Regions from separate parts of the Hordeum vulgare genome. Here region 1 is linked to region 2. A link is a contact called in public Hi-C data. All regions are on one chromosome and are shown on one strand. Each heading gives the region's core, a stretch centred on a gene start, on an enhancer-like site or on the middle of the called end of the contact. The rest is flanking DNA. Distances are from core to core; before and after follow the strand shown.

Evidence for each region. A called contact is a pair of places that touch in the nucleus more often than the background predicts.
Region 1: a Hi-C map of seedling shows a contact between it and region 2, with 2.4 times the contacts expected there. The contact joins the enhancer-like site here to the promoter of LOC123406350 in region 2. A contact is called at or near these places in 1 of 6 Hi-C or Micro-C datasets (seedling) and 1 of 1 datasets of contacts at active chromatin or transcription factors (embryo).

What each region holds. Positions count from the first base shown.
Region 1 is chr6H:419,938,514-419,941,322 of MorexV3_pseudomolecules_assembly, forward strand. No RefSeq gene overlaps it. Among protein-coding and RNA genes, the nearest start is that of LOC123404579, 190 kb to the right of the region's middle. Within about 2 kb of position 1,473, at least 3 of the 3 cell types and tissues checked have open chromatin away from gene starts, as enhancers often do. A contact at or near this core is called in seedling, where this site is marked.
Region 2 is chr6H:419,703,241-419,706,132 of MorexV3_pseudomolecules_assembly, forward strand. It overlaps LOC123406350 (scarecrow-like protein 6), which reads left to right and starts at 1,435. Exons shown (of 1, transcript XM_045099856.1): 1 at 1,435-2,892. The coding sequence starts at 1,773.

The sequences.
Region 1 (2,809 bases), core at 223-2,722, 240 kb after region 2:
TTTAGCAAGAATGTTTATGATGACCTAGATGTGCACCTTTTCATAGTGGTTGTCGTGGTTTGCTGGTTAAAGGTATGTGGTATTTTTTTTCTTCTCCTGTTGCAACGCACGGGCGATTTTTCTAGTATATATACAAAAAATTTGGGATCGTGGGGAACTAATTACATCGTGGACAAGCATGCATGCATTCGCTTCAATTGAGCAGCCATTAATTCGATTGCCCAATTTTTTTTTTTAAGAAATGATCAATCATGGTTCCTTCAATATGCGGTTTTTTTAACTCAATCAATATCTACTTGGTTTCTTGAGATTTATACGATTGTCCCAACAAATCGGAGGTAACCATTCCTTGCCCTTGTAGGGCTCGTTTCATGTTGATATGCTTTCCTAAAAAAAATGTTGATATGCATTTCTGCTATATCTAACTGCACACCCTACGGCATGTCCGTGATGATGAACGTTTTGAGGGACACTTAAATTAACTTTCCTGTTGCAATGCACATTATTAAAGAGAGGAGTGTTTCCTCAAAAGAATCGTACGTCACGCACATAGGATTCTCAATGTTAGCATGCTTTAGCCAACTCTAGGATATCTTCCCCTCAATGAAAATCAAGGACATTTATTTAAGTTTTATTAATCATTCTCTTGCGGTGCCACGATTAAGTTACAAATAGATCGTGTGATGGACATACTCACCGACTTGAGATTGCCGGTGACCATTGCAATCATCATTGACGAGGGTGGAAACTAGAATAAGAAGTGACACGAATATAATACTCCCTTCGTTTTAAAATAACCGTTTCAACTTTGTACTAGATCTAATATAAAATTATATTAATATCAAGACACTTATTTTAGGACGGAGTGAGTAGATTTTATAGGATGTGGCGTTGAAATATAAGATAGAGACTGGCTAGAGGGGGTCTTGATCCATGCTTATTGATTAGAGCAAATAATATATTTTTCATCCGTTGTACGGACATATTTGCTAGTTTATATATAAATAAAAAACCAAATGACCTACAAAACCTCTTTTGCAAAATCTTATATTTCTACATTTAAGTCTTATATTTGTATATTTAGTCACATTTAGTTCCCAAAAAATTTAGGCAAATCAAATAATATGCACTTACTGTTAAACTTCGTAAAACTCTAGCCCGTGCATCAAGCGGGCCACTTTGCTAGTTGTAAGTTGATATAAGTAGTGCATTCGACACGCTTTGGATGAATCCCGAAAGGGCATGCAGTTTGCGCGGTTGCACTGAACTGGAAAACCTCCATGTGGCACACTCCAAGGCAAGGCCCCGTGATGCGCTGCGCCAGCCGAACTGAGAGGTGCGAGGGGAGCCTGCCATCCTCCCGTCCGTCTTGCTAGGGAGATCGGGGCCAATCGCAAGTTTGGTGGGGAGAAGACCAGAGCCTTGCAAGGTGGGCGCGCTCGGCGTCGGCCCACAGTCCACACCCCTACGGCACACAGCTGCACATCATCACGTTGTCTGCCAATCCAAACCCGCCCACATATGGTGGGGCCTATAGTACGTCGAGACCGATCGACGCACACAAGGCGAGCAGAGAGTGGGCGAGGGAGGTGCTGAAGCATACGCATCACGCCCACACTTCGCGATGCGTGCGTGCACCCACCCACACCCAGCTACCCGGCGTGCCCGTGCACACAACACCGCCATGATTTGATTTGATCCCTCCGTTCTCTCTCCTTTCATGTGTTTCTGGGCTTGTCCTGCGCTGAAACCTGTTGGATTGGATGGAACGGGCAACAGCACCCACACCCAGCAGTTACCAACAGCAGCACCCAGCGTCTGGGCTGGGATGGTGATGATGGGCACGCACCGGGTTGGCAGCTCTAGCAGCCAAAATGTTGGGCGCCGCTGCACGCGAACAACGCGAAACAAGATCGCCGCGAGGATGGGAGTGAAATGAAATTTCTTGCTCGCAAGCGTGGGCGTTGCTCTCCGTCTCCGTCTTCGTCTCCGTGCAGGGGACCCCAGGGGGGCTGCTGGCTTTTGGCAAAAGAGGCCACCTTTGCTTTCTTTCAGCCTTTGGATGGACGTTCCAAAAGATGGCGAGATCAAATCTTGTGGGGGAAAAGCGGGAGCGCGGGAGACGGTTGCATCAACTCACACGACGTGATCCGATTTGACCATCATTTCGACCGGGCCCACCTCTTCTCTTTTCGTTCGGGCACGGCTTGGAAATAATCTCATCAAACCAAAACGTGTAGCGTTGCTGCTTCAAAAGGGTACTGTGCTTTCCCTGGATTTCGTGCACCGTAGTAGTAGTAGTAGTAGAAGCCTCCGAACGAGAGCAACGGAAAAGCGCGCGGGATTGTTTGCTTGTGTTCGTAGGAAGGTACTAATTCATGTTGACGCCTCGTACATTTTCCAGGGATTTTTTTTTTGCGTTGTAGATTTTCCAGTTGCATCGAAGGAAAAAGTATCTGTCCCGGGCGACATCATGCGTCATGCACATATGTTTCAGTTCAAAAATCAATAAGTAGAGAAGGAGTTGGGCGTTCTTCCTACGACCAATGAGGTTTGACCAGCTGCCATTAGCTTCTTCTTCCTCGGCCGTGCAAAGACAGGGACTTGCACAGTGGCGGCCCGTGTAGTGTAGCTCATTAATGCGCATGTCAAGTGGGGGAAAGAGGCGGCCAAATCACATCGACGGCGACGCATGGTCGCAACGCAAATAGACATCGGCCGCGAGCTCATAAATGGCGACCCGTACTACGGCCGCCTCCACCACCGGCGCTCGCGTTTACCACAGAACAGAAGCCTCACGGTAAACGGC
Region 2 (2,892 bases), core at 185-2,684:
CTCGGGCATGGTGTTCGCCATTGGGGTTGTCAACAGGTGCGGAGTGTACCTGGGTGTAAACGGCTCGATGGTGAAAAGTTTCGTCATAAGGGCGAGCATGCGCTTCGGTGCTGGTTGCGGATGTCGGATAATGCCTTTGTGGCCGCTGGAGGCATACAAGGAGCAGCTGTGGCGGAGATGAAGGGTGCAGATGCAAATCAAGGGGAAGAAGGGGCAGAGTGCAAGAAAATGGGGCCGGGAAGGGGAATTGGGATGGCTGCGAGTGTTAGATAGGGACGTTTCTCATGTCCATACTCGTGCAAAGCTGTTCATATTTGTCTTCAATATGAATGAAATCTCGTCTAGACCGTGGCACACACTGATACATACTCGTTTTGGATGGCTTCCACGGTTTGAACCGATATGGGCGGTTTGCAGGTCCGTCTTAGGATGCCCTGACCAAGTACCTTGATTTAGCATGTATGAAAGCAAGGCATGCGTTTGTGTTTTGTTTGTTTATTCTCGTTAGAAAAGATTTGCGACGGTTTGAACACATGAGTGATAAAAAATTAAGGTGGTCCACGCTGTCACTTGACAGGTTTTTTGGTGGGGTTTGTCATTTCATCTTGCCATGGTGTCAAATCGTGAACTGGTATGCATCCCTAACAAAGCCGCGTCGGCTCCATGTTTTTTTCTTGCCGGGGACAGCACGCTTTTAATGTAAGCCAAGCTAAGACAAGTCTCCTCGAAAAGATAGAGCAGCCGAAAAGAATATGATATCATGGCAGTAATAGCCCTGTTTCAAATGGCAAGATGCTAAATTAATCAGTAGTACTGTAGTACTCAAAGGCATGGAGTCCTAGTATTGTCATTTGTCAGCCCAGCTCAGCTCCGAAAACGACGATTTCAAGAAGTTGTAGCAGGATTATTATTTACCCCGATTTTAATCATTTGGCCGCCGATCGTCATGGCAATCTCAGTCTACGATAGTACCACCACTAGCACTGTAGCATTACGACACCAAAGGTGAGTCACACAGCGTACGTACGCGCCACCGCCCAGCACTGTGGAACATAACAAAACAGCCGTCAAAGTGCCCCAACGATTTCTGGCGGTCAATACAGCACCACCTCCGGCTCTGCATGATTGACGACCAGGCTCAGCTCGGTTCATTGCAATAATTTTGGCCTCTACATGCAAGACAGTCCATAGAAATAATAAACCCATGTATGGCCATGGTCATGGCCATTGCGAAGCAAAAAAAAAATACGAGCAGATAAAACCTAGTAGAAACCTAGGGTGAAAAAAGAAGAAGGCACAGAGCAGAGGGAGAGAGCTTGAAGCAGACTGAAAACGATGGGGGGAGAGAGAGAGGGGAGGAGGGCGTGGGAGGGGAGAGGGTACGCTTTTTAACCTTTTTTATGTTGCACGCATCCAGGGAAGATAGATAGCAGTAGAGAGAGAAGAGAGAGAGAGGAGACGGACGAGGCCACACCACCACACAGCGAGGACAGAGAGAGGAGAGAGAGAGAGCAGGCAAGGGCGCACACTGCTCCTCGCTCTCTCTCTCTCTGTGTGTGCCCGGTGCCCGGGCCCACCTCCTCCCTGTCCCTGTTGTATACTCTCTCTCGCACGCCAGGGCCAGGGCCAGGGCCAAGGCAGGGAGGGAGGGAGAGCCAGCCACATCCAAACGCACGCACCAGCAGAAGAGAGCAGAGGGAAAATCCATCCCCCGCGCGCGGCGTCCCAGATCTCGCCGGGCTGCATGGTATGCGGCGGGACTAGGTAGGTAGATGAGGGCGGCGCTGTTGGGTGCCGAGCGGAGCGGGGGAGGTGGGGGAGTGGGCCTCGGCAAGGATCTGTGCTACTGGCCGCCGGGGAAGCTGCTGGTGGAGCCGCGGTCGGTGCTCGACTGCTCGCGGAGGCTCAGCAGCCCGCCTAACTCCGCCGCATCGACGCTGTCGTCGTCCCTCGGCGGCGGCGCGGCGGACTCCACCGGCGTGGCGGCGGTCTCGGAGAGCAGCGCCGGCGACGCCGAGGCCACCAAATGGCCCGACCACGGCGGCGGCGGCGGAGGCTGTGAGCTGCCGCCCATTCCTGGGGCGCTGGATGGAGGGGAGGGCTGGGACGCCATGCTCGGCAGCGCCGCGGCGGCTGCGGCCGCCGGCCAGGACCAGACCTTCTTGAACTGGATCATGGGGGCAGCCGGCGACCTGGAGCTGCCCGTACCGCCGCTTCCAATGCATCAGCAGCCGCTTGTGGACAATGCGGGATTCGGATTCTCGCCCGTCGACCCGCTCGGCTTCTCGCTGGACCACCACCTCGGCGGCGCCTCCTCCGACCTCTCGTCCTCCGGTGCCATGTCGCACACGACCACAGGCGGAGGCGGCGGCGGCGGCAGCAAGGCCTCCTCTGCCTTCGGCCTCTTCTCACCGGAGGCTGCCTCTCTCCAGCCCCCGCCGCCTCCCATGCTGTTCCACGAAGGTATCGACACAAAGCCCCCTCTCCTCGGAGCGCACTCGCATGGCCTCTTCAACCAGTATCAGCACCAGCACCAACCGCCGCCTCCCGCCGCAACCTTCTTCATGCCCCTCTCGTCCTTCTCCGATCACAACCAGCGCTCACAACTCCACCAGCCACCGCCCAAGCGCCACCACTCCGTTCCAGATGACCTCTACCTCACCCGAAACCACCTAGGACCGTCGGCGGCGGCAACCTTTCCCCTGCTACACGGTGCGCTTCCGTTCCAGCTCCAGCCTTCCTCGCCACCGCTTCGCGGGGCGATGAAGACGACGGCTGCCGAGGCAGCGCAGCAGCAGCTGCTGGACGAGCTGGCTGCGGCGGCAAAGGCAGCCGAGGCCGGTAATTCCACTGGCGCGCGTGAGATATTGGCGCGGCTCAATCACCAGCTTC